2 separate regions of the Mus musculus genome follow, and region 2 is linked to region 1. The links are chromatin contacts, called in public promoter capture Hi-C maps. All regions are on one chromosome and are shown on one strand. Each heading gives the region's core, a stretch centred on a gene start, on an enhancer-like site or on the middle of the called end of the contact. The rest is flanking DNA. Distances are from core to core; before and after follow the strand shown.

The links. Promoter capture Hi-C pulls out the DNA fragments that hold promoters and counts their contacts.
Region 2: a promoter capture Hi-C map of cranial neural crest shows a contact between it and region 1. The contact joins the promoter of 4931428F04Rik here to the promoter of Slc35e1 in region 1. A contact is called at or near these places in 2 of 39 promoter capture datasets (the HPC-7 cell line and cranial neural crest) and 1 of 9 other capture datasets (pancreatic islet).

Annotation. Positions count from the first base shown.
Region 1 is chr8:72,490,744-72,494,536 of GRCm38.p6, reverse strand. It overlaps Slc35e1 (solute carrier family 35, member E1), which reads left to right and starts at 1,923. Exons shown (of 6, transcript NM_177766.3): 1 at 1,923-2,371; 2 at 2,625-2,695. The coding sequence starts at 1,951.
Region 2 is chr8:105,287,763-105,291,427 of GRCm38.p6, reverse strand. 4931428F04Rik (RIKEN cDNA 4931428F04 gene) reads left to right here and starts at 1,900. Exons shown (of 8, transcript NM_028888.2): 1 at 1,900-2,024; 2 at 2,263-2,659. It overlaps Exoc3l (exocyst complex component 3-like), which reads left to right. Exons shown (of 14, transcript NM_177788.5): 10 at 376-505; 11 at 624-746; 12 at 824-979; 13 at 1,072-1,196; 14 at 1,278-1,505. The coding sequence ends at 1,467.

The DNA of each region.
Region 1 (3,793 bases), core at 674-3,173:
ATTTGCACATGTATAGCTAAATCTGGCCTTTCCTACAGGGGTAAGTGCCTGGAGCCCACATCCATACCTACTATGCCAGCCTTGGTGACATCCCTTTAGCTTTATTTTGTAGCGGCAGGCAGGGCCTCTCTATCTGCTTTTCATTGATTCATGGTCAACAACATCCCCTTGGTCACCCACCTAGAGGAGCCTCTTAGTGACATGGTGTACACCTTCCCTGCCCATCAGGGAGATTGCATGGCCCAGATGTACATAACTATTTTCTGGCCCTAGCCCTGGGCTAGCAGCTGCAGGCAGACCCAAGGCTGCCTCCATACCTGACAGGTGTCCACTAAGATGTCACCTTCGTTATATAGTAATGATCTACCCCCTCTCTCCCACATACACAATTAAGCCAAGATTAGGTGTCTAGTATTTTTTTTTCACTCATCCATATCTTCTTAATTTCAAAGATAACAGTTATTCATAAAACAGCAGCTTCATGGTTTAAGTCTTAGAACATACCTCCTGGTCTGGTTGGTACCAAAGCCAACCCAGAACCCGTTTCAGAGCCAGTAGGAATTTCTGAGGTTTGTTGCAGAATGGCCCCACTCCCCATTACAGGGCCATTTGAGGAGGTGAAACCACAGCTGGGTTGCCCTGAGTACATGTACCTGTTGTGAAATGAAAAAGCTTCCAGAGTTGCCAGGGCCAAATCCAATATGAAATAAAAGCAACCAAAACACATCAGTGGGGCCATCTGACACTGCTCTGTCCAAAGATCCTAATTCCTCTTGTATTTAGTTTGTGACAAAGGCCTTAGGGTACAAAGCCCAGCGTCCTATCACCATATTCTTAAACTCCTGCTTTGGGAGGGACCAGGCCATTTTCTACTCAGATCCACAAGGACTGCCACATGTGTGATGAGTATCCAGCAAACCCCAGGGTACAACACAGTCTACCTTGAAGAACGGGTGAGTAGCTACGCATGGTGCTCAGGAGGCGGAGGCAGGCAAATCTCTGAGTTCGAAGCTAGCCTAATCTACAAATCGAGTCCATGACAGCCAGGAATCTGTTACACAGAGAAAAGCAAACCAAAACATAGGTGAGGTAGAAAGACACCCTGGCATTCAAGGAGACGCTGTAAAGGAGAATATTGAGGTTGGCGAGATGGCTCAGCAAATAAACGCTTGCTGCCAGAGTTAGTTTCTTTTCCTGGATGCACATGGTAGAAAAGAGACAAAAGACTCAACTCGTCTGACCTCAATATGTGTATACACACGCTCGTGCCCGCCTCCATAAATGAACACATTTTAAGGAGCGCGAACAACTATTCTCCCTCACTTAAAAGCACACGATCTTGGGAATCGAGTTTTGTAAGTCTAGTCCTGCCTTCGTGGTTTTGCCCAGCATCGTACCGGTCAGCTGAGCTCTTAAGACACTGTCGCAGGAGACACTTAACCCTGGATTTCTCTCGGTTGGTCTGTGAGGGGAAATTGACACCTACCGCACAGCTTCCGAGGACCCGGCGTAGTCCAGAGGATTTACCGCAATCGGTTTCTTTTCTTCTAAAAGATCTAAGCCCTGTCTACGCCCCAGGCACGCGGCTTCCACAGCCTCAAGTGGGCGGGCCCGCGTCGCCCGGCACCTCCCACGGAGTCCTGCCAGTCACCGGAGAGAACGTAACGCGCTTAACCCACCCGCGGGCCCTACGGCCCGCCTTCCGGGCTTAGCCCCGCCCCCTCCCGGAAAGCGTTTAAGTGAGGGTAGGGCCCTCGCCGACGACGTGTACGGGCGCGTCGGCGGACGCGCGACGATGACGTATGGGGCGGTGGCCAATGGCGAGCGGCGATGACGCAAGGGCCAGGGGCCAATGGTGAGCGGCGTCTGCCGGCGCGCCCTCCAGGGCTGTCCCGCCCCCTGCCCGCGTCCGGCGGTCGTCCGGCGGGAAGGGGCGGCCGCTCGGGCAGGATGGCGGCGGCGGCAACCGCGGGTCCCGGCGCGGGCGCAGGGGTCCCGGGCGCGGGTGGCGGCGGCGGGGCGCGCGAGGGTGCGCGGGTGGCGGTGCTGTGTCTACTATGGTACGCGCTGAGCGCGGGCGGTAACGTGGTCAACAAGGTGATTTTGAGCGCCTTCCCGTTCCCGGTCACCGTGTCGCTGTGCCACATCCTAGCGCTGTGCGCGGGGCTGCCGCCGCTGCTGCGCGCCTGGCGCGTGCCGCCCGCGCCACCCGTGTCGGGCCCCGGACCCGGCCCGCATCCGGCGTCCGGCCCGCTGCTGCCGCCGCGCTTCTATCCGCGTTACGTACTGCCGCTTGCCTTTGGCAAGTACTTCGCGTCGGTGTCGGCGCACGTCAGCATCTGGAAGGTGCCGGTCTCCTACGCGCACACCGGTAAGTGCTGAGGCGGGCTTTGCGCGCTGTCTGGGGCTTCGAAGTGTGGGTACGAGTGCGCGGGCCGTCTGACTGAGACGCCGCCAAGGTGCGTCGGATTCTCACGTTGGAAAAGGTCTGAGGAGTTTACCGAGCGCCTAGCAGAATTGACTCCAGCTATTGGGATCGAGAGGAAGCCTTACAGAAGGAAGGTTCAGGGTCGGGTGTGCAGGTTGCCAGGACTGCCCACTGAGTGCCTTTTCCTCTCTTGCAGTCAAGGCCACCATGCCCATCTGGGTGGTCCTCCTGTCCCGGATCATCATGAAGGAGAAACAGAGCACCAAGGTAACTCTGGCAGAAGCCCTGGGCTAGGCGGGATTCCCAGTAGCTGACCAGGTTGATGACGTGGTTGGACCGTGGCATCCTCCTGCTTCCTGTCAAATAAGGAAGTCAAGGTGTCAGCCTTGTCCTGTGGCTAGCACCTAGCATCCCGCACTCACCTTTCAGACAGCAGATGTGTGTGTGAATGGGGCGATATCACCACATAATCTCTTGCTTGTTGTCCCTGAGCGCCACATCCCTCTGGCGTCCACTGTTCTTTTCTGTTATGATTCCGACTCTGGGATTGGTGGTAGGTGATGTCTTTGGTTCCATTTTAGCAAGTCACCAACAAATTAAGTTGGGACAAGTTTTCCTTCTCTTATTTTATTTTCTAATGTTTATTTATGTGTGTGTGTTGTGCATTGCCACGTGTATGGAAGTCAGAGGACAGTTTTCACCTTGTGGATACCTGGGATCAGATTCAAGTTGTCAGGCCTGGTCCTGACGAACTTACAAACTATCATGTCCTAGTTTTTCTGTCACTAGACAGAATGGTTGGTAGGGGTTGTCTGGATCTGATGTGAGTAGGCCAAAGGAGTTTGACCGTGGCAGAATCTAGCCAGTTTGTAGAAACTAAAACTTTACAAAGCCTGGCATGGTGCCATGGGTCTGTCTTCCCAGCACTTGAGAGGCAGAGGCAGGAGAATAAGGAGTTCTAGACACACACCTTTAACACAGCACTCTGGAGGCAGAGGCAGGAGGATTTCTGAGTTGGAGGTCAGCCTGGTCTACATGGTAAGTTCCAGGACTCTGTAGAGAGACCCTGTCTCAAAATTAATTAATTAATTAATTAATTAATTGGAAGAAAGAAGGGGCAAAAGAAAATATGGTTGTAGCTCAGTGTGGAGCCCTTGCTAAGAACCCAAAGGCCTGGGGTTCAACCCCCATTTTGAACCAAGGAACCTTGGGTTGTGATTATCTGGACATGGATCATATATAGCACCCAGAGCTCAGAGCTGCCCAGGGAAGGTGCCAAGCCAGGTGTTTTCTGGCCTGGGACTAAAGAACAAGCTCACTGTGTCGTGTGCAGTAGGGATGCCACTGTTCGGCTGGAAACCATCG
Region 2 (3,665 bases), core at 651-3,150, about 33 Mb before region 1:
TGAACTCAGGACCTTCGGAAGAGCAGTCGTTCTTTCGTCAGCCTCCACCAGGCCTGGCTTATCTTGAGTGTTATGCTCTTGGTGGTGTGCAGAGAGGACAGACATACATGCGGGGAATTTTTACTCTTTTAAGAGCTCCCCTCTAAAACAAAATAAAAGGAAGAATAACTTAACTTGAGGTTACATTAGAGGCAAGTCCGCTGGGCATACTCTTCCTAGCCTTACAGAATACCTGAGCCCTTCATAAATTCAGAGCCGCCCTTTCCGCCCCAGCTCCCACCAGACACTGTACCACAAGGTGGCGCCAGAGTGGATGAATCCTAGAGGGCCATGCGAGCCTTGGCCTTGGTCCTGAAGTCACACTTTTTGGTCCAGATCTTCGGTCTCGGTCCTGCTGCCGGACGGGGAAGCTTCCGGGGTCTTAGCTCCAGTGGAAGCTGCGCTGGACGACGTACAAAGGAGGATCTGCCGCCTGGTTTTGGAAGTACTGCAGGTTGAGCTCCAGGTGAGGTCGCCATCCCAGTCTAGATTGGTAGTGTGAGGGAGAAACACGGTCTATTTATGGTGGCCTCTACGGGATCCGGATCATTTCCCTAGCCCTGTCTGTGCTATGCTTTCCCTAGCCCCTGTTCTCCGCTCTGCCCTCGCGCCGGTGGCTATTGAGTTCTGAGTTGCTAGATGGTGTGTGTGAGCAGACGTCGCACTTCTGCCAGGACTTCTGGCGCGTACGGAAGCCTGGTGTTCAGGTAGGGCGAGGAGAGGAAAGCTGGGGAAGGGGTTGTGCTGGTGGGACCCTATATTCAAACTGATTACTGTCCTGCAGCTGCTGCTGGCAGAGGCGGAACGAACCGTGGTGTTACAATACCTAAGGGCTCTGATGCAGGGCCGCCTAGTGTGCCGCGGTACGGACGAGCGGAGCCAGGCGGCTGAGCGACTTCGGCAGGATGCTGCCCAGCTCAAAGAGCTTTTCCTTGGTTTGGTGAGAGCTCATTGGGAGGGCAGACAGTCGAGGATCTCTGTAGTTGGGTGGGAGCCGAGGGCCCGCTGGAAACCCTGTTCCCATGTGTTCAGGGCCTGGAAGAGAGCGCTCACTGCGCGCCCGTCCTGCTCGCGCTGAGGGAACTGCTCAACCTCCACGACCCCACACTGCTTGGCCTCGAGGTGGCAGGCTTGAGGCAGCAATTTCCCGACGTGAGGTGCGAGGAAGGGGACAGGGGAGGAACGGCCCAGGAGGACGAGGGAGGGCTGGGCTGACGCACGTGGTGGTATTCCTGCAGCGAGGATCACGTCTCTGCCCTCTTGGACCTGCGCGGAGACGTGTCCCGAGAGCATCGTCAGGCAGCACTCAGTTCGCTGCAGGCGGGTCCACCGCCCTCACCGTCCACTGGCCGCCGGGCGCTCTTCAGCCTGGTACCGACGCCTACGCCCTCCCTGTCCTCCTGCCTCCCTTCAGGTCCCTGCTCCTGACACCCATCTGTTTGCGTAATAAAGCCACGTCTACGACACGTCTGAATCTATGTGTTGGGGGCGCGCCGGTGAAAGCAACAGTGCAATTAGGGGTCCGTGCACAGTGGTACATCTATAATCCTGGCTGAATCCTAGTATTCTGGCAGCATCTCACCTATGCAGACATCTGCTCTCTTTGTGGACTGCGTGCCCCGAACCCTGGGCTCCCGTGGAGTACTCACTTCCTATGTATCTACTACCGGCAAGCAGTAAATGGTTTCATCGCCCTCGCCAGTCGCTTTAGAAGCGCGGAAGTTTGAAGAGGGGGAAGTCTAGGACCAGACGCGGTCCAGGGGCGCAGGGTGGCAGCGAATCCCGCCCCTCTTCGCACGTTTGGCTCCGCCCACAGCGAGCTTAAGCACGCCCCCTACGGCGGAGACGGACGTGGCCCTTGCGTCTTCGTGTGAGCGTGCGCGCGCCCGAGTGCGCGTGTCTTTGGCGCGGGCTTCCATGGTCTCGGCGGCCAGCGATCGGCTTTGAGGAGCAGGAACTGCGGGCAGCAAAAGAGGCGTGATCAGGTGGGGGCGCGGCACGCGGACCGAACCCCTACCCCACTCCAAAAACCGAGACTAAATATGACTAAGACTTCACCCTTCTTGATTTACCAGGGAATTCCCCCAAGTCCATTGTCTCCTAGCTCCGCCCTCCATTGGGCACGCCCTTCACCCTGTCTCACGCCCTTTATTTGTCTTCAGGGCACGCCCTCCCAGAGCTCTTGGTTCCTATTGGTTGTTTTCCCACGTTATCTCTTTCCAGGGGTTCTTATTGGTGTGGGCCACACCCTCTCATTTGTCACCAGACCCCGCCTTCAGCAGTCAGGGACTCCAGCCTCACCCTGAATTCATTCATTCTGCAACTAGTGAGTGCGTGGGACGAGAGGGTGAATCAGACCCTTCCTGACCTCGGGGAGTTCAGGGCACGGTGGGGAAATATGGATCTAGCCTCCAGCCATGACAGCCTAGGGCTGTCAAGAAGCCATCAAGACCCTGGGACCCTTTACACATCGGGAAGGCTTCCCAGAGAAAGTGAGGCCTAAACCGGGCCCTGAAAAAAATGGTTAAGAGGTTGCTCCAGGGACACATTGGCAAAAGAATTCTTGGCAGAAGAACCTGAGACGTGAAAGAAACAGGTGAATTCTGGTAATTACGTGGAGGTAGGTGGAATGAACGAAGGGAAAATGGAAGAACTGGCCCATATAGTGGTCAGTAGACATCCAGAAAAGTATACAGTTTGAGGGTGAATGAGATCTGAGACTAGAAGTCATTTTTTAAGCAGCCGATCACTAGGTAAGGTGGAGGAAGACTCCGAGAAGGAGGAGGATGCCGGGGTGGGGGTGGGGGGAGTCTAAACAGGGTATCTAAGTTTGCGAAAGGAATGATTATAGTATTTTTGCTTTAGAGGTCTATTTTTATTATTTCTGGGTATGGGTATATGCATGTGCCCGTGGAGGCCAGAAGAGGGCCTTGGGTCTCCTGCAGCTGGAGTTAGCCTGCGTGGACACTAGGAACTGGATTTGGGTTCTCAGGGAGAGCAGCAAGTCTCTCCAGCTCCATGATTTAGTTCTTACAAGGACTCAGGTTCATCCATGGATCACAGTGGATTACAGTGCTGGATCAGGGACTGTTCTGGGTTCTGGAAGCACAGTTGCACATTATAGAAAGGAAAACCCAGATAAAGCCTTCAGATCTGCCATGCAGACAGTGAGCTAGCTGCAGTAGACTTCAGAGACAGCAACAACTACAGAAAAAGCTTAGTTCCAGGAGAGAGAGGAGGTTTGCTCTTTTGTAGAGATTTGCTAGTGCTGACTTTCTTTTATTCTTCTTTCCCTTTTTTTTTTCCTCTCTGTTTAAAGCTTTTAAAGACAGGTATTGCTGCATAGCCCAGGTTGGCCTGGAATTCACAATTCTCTTGTTTCAGCCTCAAGTGCTGGGATTACAGACATGTGCCACTACATCTGACAAGCTTTTCTTCTGTTTTTAATTTTTTTTTTATTAAAACACTTCCATGTAGTTTGATCATGTTTTTATCCACACACCCAAACTCCTCCCAGACCAACTTTCTCTCTCTCTCTCTCTCTCTCTCTCTCTCTCGTGTGTGTGTGTGTGTGTGTGTGTGTGTGTGTGTGTGTGTGTGTGTGTATGTCTAGGGCATCTCTTCTA